Linked DNA regions of Zea mays: all the other regions are linked to region 1. The links are chromatin contacts, called in public Hi-C maps. All regions are on one chromosome and are shown on one strand. The core of a region is the stretch at or near the end of the contact, and the rest is flanking DNA. Distances in the headings are between cores, read along the strand shown. Region 1 has its middle 22 kb from the start of LOC100285636. Region 2 has its middle 93 kb from the start of LOC100283010. Region 3 has its middle 51 kb from the start of LOC103640988.

Region 1 (3,449 bases), core at 864-3,363:
TGCTGGAACACCATATGCAAGTTGTCTGAAAGCTACAATTACCTTTTGCAAAGTTGTCTGAAAGCATTATTTTTCTGAACAAAATATGTGTCATTTTTTCAACAGCTTCAACTATCCGTTTGAACAGACGGGAACTCGTACAAAAACGTCGTCGAAAAATCTTCTCAGGATATGTTGGTTTCTCAGCAAAATAGTCAAGATATAATTTTATAGCGTATTCTTCTCTACCTCGATTGTAAACTTTATGTCCAAAAACTGAACCTTTATGTTTTTTTCGTTGCTTATGCTTTATCTTCTCATATTCACTCATCAATAAAAGCATGAAATGGTCAAGTTCGTCATCTAAATCTTCATCTTCCTGATGAATCAAAGCTCTAGTAATTGCAGACATCTTTCTGAAATTTATCGATAGAACTTGGATAAGAAATCAATGAACAATGTATCAACAAAAATGAATAGTATTTATAAATGCTGCTTCGTGTCTATTCACTAAACTACAAGATCTATCCACTAACCGGAGCATCGGTTGAATTAGAGGAACGGAGTAGCACGTGAATGTGTGGAGGAGCTACATCAAAAGGCGTTAAACAAGAGAAAAGCATACCAATCGTGATGAAGCCAGCCTGCCTCTTGTGAACCCAGGTGATGAATGCTGCACGATTAGCTCTTTCGTCGACCTGACCCCTACGACCCTGCTGCATCTGCAGGGACAACGAAGATGGGTTCTCAAATAGTTTATCAGTTGATGTCCCGGCCGAATCGTAGCATCCAGCGCGGAAAAGAAGTCGCGCGCGTGGTGGGTAGGCGCCAAAATCTCCCGCCAAAATCCACAGATAACACTAGACTATAGGAGTCACTGTTGGAGTAAACTAATTTGTTAGGTCCTAATTATCTTTCAATGAGGTCGTATTTCATTATTTAGGGCCCAAGTTTAGGACTCTTTCTTGGAGTTGCTCTAACAGTAGCAAAACTAGCCGATCGACATGCGGTTGGGTGAAAGATACCGCACAGGAAGGAATATCCTTCTAACAGTAGCAAAGACTAGAGCCGATGCCGATAGTACGGCACAGGAAGGAATATCCGCAGCAGCAAAGCCGGCCTAGATGCAGTAGTTTATTTGCCCTCTGATGATCTACAGACGACGACACAATCCGGCCATGCATGTTCCATCTCACACTGAACGAAGCGCCACGTGATTGTGTCCAATTTTACTGAATAATAATAGAGCAGAAACAAGCCCCTGCTAGCTAGGGGCGACAATCCACCCATATATATGTTCAATGGCAGGCCATGATCTGACAATCTACATGAATAAATAACCACATGGATTTTATTAAAATGAGCCAGGTGCATTGCAATCGATCTACAATGGATTTTATTAGACTACTATTCTTTCAACTTCCAGAGTGAATGAATAACCACATGGATCAAGAATGCAAATCCCAACGGTGTTTCTTATGCTCAACTAGTACACTACATACATCATAGTGATTTAATCAGGATGCATGATGGAATCATCAGCATTTCGTTGTGAATTGCTTGAGTGCGGCTCTCATGTACCGCCAAATTATTAAGGTGTTTATTATAGGATAGAATGCAATGAATGTTTCTTCGGAGAAAATAGTTTAAGAAATCAGAATATATATATAGTGGGTGATTATTAACTCTGAATGAAATGCAAAAACTAAAAACCTTTCTCTCCAATCATTGGTCTGAAAGCAGATTTCAACTAATAATTTAGGAACCAAAGCCTTAAAACTGTCAATAATTTCAGGAGGTCAAGAATTTCGCTGTGGATTGCTTGTGTGCTCCCATATAATACATACATTGCCAATTTTAAGGTGTTTGTTATTATAGAATAATGCAATGAATGTTTGTTTGGTGAAAATATACTTAACGAAATCAGATCATACGATGGGTGATTAACTCTGAACAAAATGGAAAACTAAAAATCTTCTTTGTCTCCAATCATTGATCTGAAAGCAGTTTCGACTAATTTGGGAACCAAAGCCTTAAAACCGTCAATAATTTCAGGAGGTCAAGCCGACAGCCTGTGCTAGCGATCGCAATCAGGTTGTCCGTATATATATTAATCCGGTCCATCTAGTGGATCGATCTTAGCGGTCGATCAGCACAGTAGACGCCAAAAGATGGAGTAAGACAAACAGGAGTGCTCATCTATCCGATGTTGTATGTAATTATTGTATGTGTGATCTGTGGACTCAGAAGAACATACACTGTTGGACGATCGAGACTCGTGAATTGGCCTCATCAGCCCTCATATAATCTTATGGCAGCACACAGCAAACATCCATCCGGTCGACGCCATATGCGCTTTCGATTGGTTTATACTGTCTCGCTGCCAAGATTCCAGATAAGATCGAAAGAGAGAGGTGTGTGCCCAGCGTTGCATACCGACGTGGCTACACACTTCGCCGTCCGCAACTTCCCCAAGCTATACTTAACTTTCCAGCCGCCTGCCTCGCTCGTCCACCCGCCCTATTTTGATCCGCCTTGATGGATAGTTGATCCACCATGGGCCGGTCGTTTCATAGAAAGCTGATACAAGTTTATCTCAAGTTTGTCTTTTTTTTTTTTGCCCTCCCCTTGTCGGATTTTAACTAGTCAGAGATTGATGTTCATCACGTCCAATAATTACATACGTTTTCAATTTGCTAACTCAAATTTACAGAGTTGTTTGAGTGTAAAGATTTTTATTGGCTTCTATTTATCCTTTCTATGGTCTACTGATTGGATCTTTTACTTGGTCCATACGTTGGAGGTTTTGTTGGGTTGGATCGTTCTTTTTCTCAAGCGGATGTCGCAGTATGAGACAATATCGCAGTACGCGACACTGAAGAGTTGGCCAAGGTGATCATTTTTAATTCGCTAGGACACCCGGCACCCAGGCCTGATGGCTTCTGTGGCTAATTCTTCTGTGTCGCGTGGAATGTGATAAAAACTGGAACCCTCGGCGTCTTCATTGTTAAGAAAACCTAGGCACGCAGTCTTTTGCTCCTAAATATTGGTCTGACGGTTCTATTAAAAAACCAGCGTGGTCGACGGGCTTGAGAGATTATGAACAATAATAAGCCACATACTCCATTCGTTCTCTATCTTAAGATCACGAAAATTTGTCCTAAATTAAAGTTTTAAACTTTGATAACAATATCTATAAAAATAATTATTTTAAATTAAAGAAATTATATATTGTGGTAGATGTTTTAATAATAAATATAATAGTTTCGCTTTTATCTAGTCAATATTTATGAATATTTTTTTTTATCAATGATCAAAGTTTTAAAATATTAATTTAGTATAAACATTCGTGACTTTAAGATAAATATAGAGCACGAGATAGATGTTGTCCAAGGGCCTTGCCATGCGCTTGGCACCAACACAGGGCCCCTAAATGAACGGGGCCTCCATTTTTTTTTTCCTTGGTCCAT
Region 2 (3,471 bases), core at 241-2,740, 220 kb after region 1:
CCCCACAGCCGTCCTTTAGCGAAGGGGGGCGAGGGCAGTGTTTTTGCTTATCGTCACTAAAGAACGGCGATGGCAACACTCATTGTTACATTGGCTCTTGTTTCGGAATAAGACCAGCTTCTCGGAAATTAAATAGCATCAACTTCAACTCTTCACCATCAAAAAGGGCCCGCAGATCCCCCTCCCCGAAGCATGACCCGGCCGTCGGCGCCAGTAAGTCACGACGGGTCCCTTGATCCAACCGCGGTCCAATCCGAAGATGCGACCTCTCCATGACCATTCGGTGATGTCTTCTAATACCTTGCGAAGACTCTTCTACCATCCCGACACTTTGTTTCGATAGCCCAATCTTTTTTCGCCCTCGCGGTTCACCAGGGGCTACCCCCGTAGAAGTCGCCGGTGCTTCAAGGGGGGCGACCCTTAATAGAGACTCCGCTGCAGCTAAATCTAGTGCCACAAAATAATCTAAATCATCTTCCAAGGATTCGTCATCTATCCAAGCAAACGGGTCGTGACACACAAAATCCTATTTTGTGAGGTATAAAAAGTTCTCCAAAGGATTTGAGATAAATGACTTCTATAAATGATTTTCTACCTTTATAAAACATATCCATTTAATATAAATAAATAATAATAAGTAGTAAATGTTGAATTGTGGAAAAGCCTTTAAATTTACATTCAAAATAGTATTTCTTAATAATGTGTGTACTTCACATTTGAAATATATTTTAAATTAGGTGAGTAAAAATAATCTTTATAAATATAACTTGCATTCATGTTGAGGTTTTTGTTTGAGTACTTAAATATACTGTAAGTTTGATCTCTATTTGATCTAGAATTCGAATTTGAATCTGAGTTGAAATTGAGAAACAAAATGAAAAAAAGGAGAAAAGGGCATCACTATGCATGGGCCACCTTCACGCTGCCCGGTTTGGCTCCCTCTCCTCCGCACGGCCCAGTGGGCTCGCTACCGCTGACTCCCTGGCTGTCGTGCTTTGGCACTGATGGGCGGGCCCCTGCCTCAGCTAGACACACCACCGGCCACAAAATTGTTGCGTCTTCCATGTGGGGCCCACGCGCCAGATTGCTCTCCCCTGCCGAGACCTCCAAAACAGAATCGCACCAACCCCGTCGGGCTCCTCGGCCTCCCCTTATGCAGACTCCTCACCCCTGGGCTATAAAGAAATCCGAGCGCCATGCCCCCTGCTCACCAGAACAGAACCAAGAACACAGGATATCTCGATACCATTGCAGGAGGGGATGGATCACCATGGGAGAAAGTGGGGACGCCGCGAGCAGGATTCGTTGAGCACGACATCGTGATTTCCGGTAACAACCCCTCCCATAGATTCTCTTTGAGCCTAGCTTTGTTTTGATGTGTTTCGCTTAGAGCACCGGGCACCGTATCGGCAACGGACCAATCACCGGTGAAGCTCTGTCGTATGGGGGCGGCGACGCCGCTGCTCTGGTCGTGGCGGGCAAGGGGGAAGTGCCTTAAACGTGGATTAAAGGATGAACGGTTGAGATTAGGCCTGTGCATACCATTTTGTGGGGTGATCTGAGCTACTGATCGATGACGGACGAATGAGATCTAATCGGGGAGTCTGTTAATTCCTGCTCGTTGATTCGGGATAGCACAAGTGAGATCGAATCTCAGCTATTTTTAATTGCGATCGTAGATCTCGGATCTGACGGCTTGTTTAGCGTACCATTTCGGTTTATGAAAATTTTAATCTTGACCGTTGAAAGTCGCCTATAGGGGGGTGGATAGGCGAATCCTGAAAATTATAACTTTACACCCCAACTAGATCCCTTGCTTAGTGGTTAGAACAAGACACAAAATTATCGAAGTATAAAAACTAAGTCCTTTGCTTGCAATGGGTATTGTATTCAAAGAGTACGGAATTTAATTAATAACAATACTACTAGAGATGGTGGAGAATAATGCAAGAGGGCTTAAATAAGAAGAGTAGCACAAGTTCTTTCTTGCAAGGAGTTGCTTCTCTAAATGTGATTTTAACTTGAAGCAACACAAAAGGATATTAACAAAGAGTAGCGCAAGAGAACTTAGAAAGAGAGAGAACAAACAAATCACAAGCAATAAACACACGAGACACGGGTGATTTGTTTTACCGAGGTTCGGCCCTCGATGGCCTAGTCCCCGTTGAGGAGTCCACTAAGGACGGGTCTCTTTCAACCCTTTCCCTCTCTCAACCGATCCCCAAGATCAGCGAGCTCTTCTTCTTCTCAAGGATCACTTAAGACCCCGCAAGGATCGCCACACACTTAGGTGTCTCTTGCTAGCTTTACAAGCCTCCAAAACTTTGGAGGAAGTTCAATGGGAGTCAAAACTCCACGCACAATGAACGCAAGATGTAGCACACACTTTCTCTCAATGAATCTCACAAGGCACTAGAGCTAAACTCTCACAAGAGGCTTTCTTTTGCTTGCTCTCTCTTTTGTGGCACTTGTGTGGTTTGTAGTGGTCTAAACCTTGTGTATAGGATGGATCAATGAATAGAGGTGGTTGGGAGGGCTTGAGTATGTCAACTATGTGACTTGGAATGTTGCTTGGGCTCCCTTCCTCTTGAAGTGGCCAATTGGGGTGGTATTTATAGCCACCAACCAAATTGTAGCCGTTGGAGAAGGCTGCTGGCGATGGGCGCACCGGATAGTCCGGTGCACCACCGGACAGTGTCCGGTGCGCCGCCACGTCATCCTATCGTTAGGGCTTGGAGCTGGTCGACCGTTGGAGGCTCTGTCCTCATGTGGCACCGGACAGTCCGGTGCCCCTCTGACCATCTGCTCTGACTTCTGCCGCGTGTACTGTTCTGCACTGTTCACTGTCAGAGTCGACCGTTGCGCGCAGATAGCCGTTGCTCCGCTGGTGCACCGGACAGTCCGGTGGCACACCGGACAGTCCGGTGAATTATACCTTCGTCCATGGCATGCGATATCCCTTCGTCGTGCCCAGTTTGCATAAGAGCCCTTGGGTTTGTTTTAAATAAACCTGTCGTCCACCATATTCAAAGAACATAGCAACTAGGTCTTGAAATTTGCATGTGACCCCCTGAGCTTCTAGAAAATTGTGGCCGCGGCCCAAAGGTTAATAAAATGGGTAAAATTAATAAAGAAAATGATTTTTCGTATAAAAATAATTCCAGAAACTTGTTTAATTCATAAGTAATTCATTCTAACTCCTTTTTTTATCCATTCGAGTTGCATTAAATTCATAATAATATTGTTTATTATCTGGTAACCTTATTTTGTCATGAAACATAGAATAAAATTATGCACTTAGTTTATTCTATATTAAACACTTAAATCTTCAGAAAATCATAAATCTTTAACCGTAACTCCGAATTTAGTGATTCTCGAACCTGCGATCTAGTTGCGAAGCAAAGATCATTATTGTACAATTTGTTTCTATGTTTGGTGTGATGTTAGTTTTCCCTATACCATGTTTGTTTG
Region 3 (3,429 bases), core at 795-3,294, 240 kb before region 1:
TATTAATAGACTCTGGTTGCATCCAGTCTAATTTCACCATCTCATCAATACAACATTATTTTTATTCATAATGTTTACATCCTGACCTAGGTTGCAGGTCAGAGATCAAGTCTCCACTGTCCGGGGATATAACGACGATCCGAATCGATTTACTCAGCTGAGGATCTCTAACCACACGACATATGTAGCACTTAACCCTTGCATATGTCAACCATTCCCACAGATCCTCCACAACGTGAATCGTTCTGTGCTACCCGGGAGCACAGTACTCCTCCGTCTAGCCTCTAGCTAGGAGGGTACACGCTACTCCCACCATCTCCCACGCCCAGTGCGCGGTTGTCTTTTCACGTATGGAATGGCCGGGTTCAAGCTTACCCTGTCCCATATCCAGGGCATGTGGCCAGCTAAGATAGTCCTTGATCATATAGGCCTACATACGCATCCAATCCTTAATTAACCTGGATGGAGCATCACCTGTTCCTAGCCCAAGTCTCGAGTTAATTACTTCCACCCTTAGGATTTTTTTGTGTTCCTCTAAGGATGAAAAGAGCATTATAGGGAACTTTGCAGTAAGATCCCACCATGCTCCCAATGAAAATATTCTTGCAGGTAGAAGCCATCCTTCCTTAAGATAACCCCTGAGCTAGGCATTAATGCAAAATACAACCTCTATCCACAAGATTTAAGCAGGGCTAAGCATTTTTTGTAAATCATATTTGATACTTCACTAGAAGTATCTATAAAGGAATGGATATCAAGGTAGTCAATGCATCAAGTAGTTTCCAATCAATTCCTATAAACTTAATGCACATTTCACTAGACTTAAAGTGTATAAAAGTCTTTTAAAAATACAAGGAAGGGGCAAATGCATCGTGGCTTGCCTTTGTTGCTGTGAAGAGGCTCTCGATCCCTCTATCCAATACACAGTTAGATAGCTCCTCCACTTGATTAGCAGCCACTGGAGTAGACTCCTTCAAATACCACTTCTTCTAGGTGTTCTACAAGTCAATTACAAATACATGTATGCTTATGTAATGATATGGAATGCAAACTCTCACAAGGAGAGGTGGGGAACATAAACACCACAAACTAAAACACAAGACAAGCATACACATGGTTCTACATCACCAACACTTGCTAAAAATGACCAAATTGAATTACTTAGACAAACCAGAGAACTAACCTATCTTAGATCTCATCCAAAAGCTTAAAGCTTTTTAAGCAACTTCATCACTTCACTAAACTATTAGCCGCCCTCATTCCATAGGTGAAGTCATTTTCTTTTTGGACAATAATTAGTTTACTAAGCAAATCACATCCAACGAGTTCCAAATTTTTGCCCACAGTTTTAACTTCTGATAACAAGTCTCTCCAAAAAAATTTCAAAATTTTTGGTGTTATCCTCTTATTTATAAAATTAATATAGGCCTCCCAAGAGCACCTTAAATTCACTTAGAATTTGCTAATTAATCTAAAAAACCTAAAACCAACTTTACGAGAGAGGTCATGAAATTAGACGTCCAACAAAATTTGTCCCATTAATTTATCATTTTTCTATGATTTTTAGCTCAATTTACAAGTTTGCTAATAAAAAAACGATAAAACTGAGTACAGTACTAGGCCAAAACCTAGCCCAGCCGACCCAGTAACAGAAAGAGTTGGCCCACAACGAATAGCCCGCGCCCTCATCACATATCTTGCAAAAAGGACCTTCGCGCTCAAACTAATCCACATCGGCCCTTTCCACTGTTATCTTACTCACCGACAGATTCACTTAAGTCCCTCGGATTCCACTCTTTTACAAAGTTCCAGCCACGTTACCGGCGATATCCTAGACTGCGAACCCGATCCCGAGACATCTCCGCAGTAAATCCTCTCCCAAGTACACGGGGAGCATTAGAGACTCACCAAATTCCTGTTGCGTGCACGAAATCACTCGGGGAACACCGAACACGTGGTTTGAACGGCTGGAGATGAGGCTGTCTATGACGTCGATCTGCGGCGACGTGGTCTGGCGGCAAGTTCCCCGTTCCCGATCAAGGATCCTGGCCTCGGGTAGAGCGACGGCCGGCGTGGTCACTAGATTTGGAAGGCAACGGCGACAAGGGGTGGGTTTAGACTGAAAGAACTGCGTGACCAAGCTACTACGGCGTAGAAACAGGGACGGTAAAACTCTAGCCGGACCTAGCTAAGAAGCACAAGTCGAGGGGAAAGAGAAACACCCTTTTGCCTTGGCAACCACAGCAAGGTATAAACCGAAGCAGCTCTAACATCCATTACTATCTCGACATCTACAGGTTATGGCTAAAGTTTGCATGGACCTGAGCACGTGGCCCAGGCATCCACGCCCACGTAAGGGCAAGCTACAGCGAGGAGAAACTGAAAAAAAAAACAGCGGTGTTTTGATAGAGCAGCACAGCAATAACTGAGTCAGCAGTTGGGATAAGGTTTGAACTCTTTGGTCCCAGATATTTGAAGTCCAAGCTCATCCTTTCATAAAGTGCTAACACCCCTCATACTCCCTTTGACAGAAACAACAAAGCGTCACAGTGACTGGAATGTTCTTCAAACACATGCCCCAATACTGAACCAACTGAACTTCGACCCACTGGACTAACAGAGGCATTTCAGGGTCCTAATACTCCATCCTTCTTATAGCAACTCACTGCCCTTAACACAATCTATACAAAAATCGAAGGTTAAAAATATGCAGAACAGAAGTTACAAATGCTCAAAGTGAGCCCCATTCACTGGATTCTGGTTTCAGCTAACTGAAACATCTATTGACTTTATATGTCTGACAGAAAGGGTTTTGGGTACCTTTTACTCCAAATTTTTGCACAGCACTAGGCCTACTCACCATAAGAAACTTGTCTCCTAATATAAGACCTTCAATTTCTCTACACATTCTATAGTCCAAAACCTTAGGAACCGGTCACAAAAGAGCTCCAAACTAGGCACCATCCACTGAATTTCAGGTTTCAGAAACTGAACAAAATTTCAGTCAAAGCAACTTGACAGCCCATCTTGGAACTAACTTCTCTCCCAAATTTGTGTAGCACCAACCCAACACTTCTTAAATACGTTTGTTCTCCTAGATATGGTCTTCCATTTTTCTATAAAGTTCTTCGTCCAAAACTACCAAGATTTGGCACAATAGAGCTCCAAACAGAGCACCAAACTGTAAATTTATGTTTCAGTGATCTGCACAAAAATTCAGTTTGTGCACACTGACATTTTTGGGCAAGTTTTACTCCAATTTTTGTATGGGGTCATGTCAAGCTCACTTAAGGAAAGTTATTCATCAACAGATGGTCTTCAATCCATTTATGGACCTCTCAGCCCAAATCCTTAGGGATTAGTGACAAACAAGCTCCCAAAACTGCTATCAAACACTGAACTCAGTTCTAGTTACTGTTTTAAATATGA

Evidence for each region. A called contact is a pair of places that touch in the nucleus more often than the background predicts.
Region 2: a contact with region 1 is called in a Hi-C map of bundle sheath, with 2.7 times the contacts expected there. The contact joins two enhancer-like sites. A contact is called at or near these places in 3 of 25 Hi-C or Micro-C datasets (bundle sheath, ear and leaf).
Region 3: a contact with region 1 is called in a Hi-C map of bundle sheath, with 4 times the contacts expected there. The contact joins two enhancer-like sites. A contact is called at or near these places in 4 of 25 Hi-C or Micro-C datasets (bundle sheath, ear, leaf and 1 more).

What each region holds. Positions count from the first base shown.
Region 1 is chr10:30,053,193-30,056,641 of Zm-B73-REFERENCE-NAM-5.0, forward strand. No RefSeq gene overlaps it. Among protein-coding and RNA genes, the nearest start is that of LOC100285636, 22 kb to the right of the region's middle. Within about 2 kb of position 2,114, at least 11 of the 20 cell types and tissues checked have an H3K27ac peak or open chromatin away from gene starts, as enhancers often do. A contact at or near this core is called in bundle sheath and leaf, where this site is marked.
Region 2 is chr10:30,274,976-30,278,446 of Zm-B73-REFERENCE-NAM-5.0, forward strand. No RefSeq gene overlaps it. Among protein-coding and RNA genes, the nearest start is that of LOC100283010, 93 kb to the right of the region's middle. Within about 2 kb of position 1,491, at least 20 of the 20 cell types and tissues checked have an H3K27ac peak or open chromatin away from gene starts, as enhancers often do. A contact at or near this core is called in bundle sheath and leaf, where this site is marked.
Region 3 is chr10:29,813,712-29,817,140 of Zm-B73-REFERENCE-NAM-5.0, forward strand. No RefSeq gene overlaps it. Among protein-coding and RNA genes, the nearest start is that of LOC103640988, 51 kb to the left of the region's middle. Within about 2 kb of position 2,045, at least 7 of the 20 cell types and tissues checked have an H3K27ac peak or open chromatin away from gene starts, as enhancers often do. A contact at or near this core is called in bundle sheath and leaf, where this site is marked.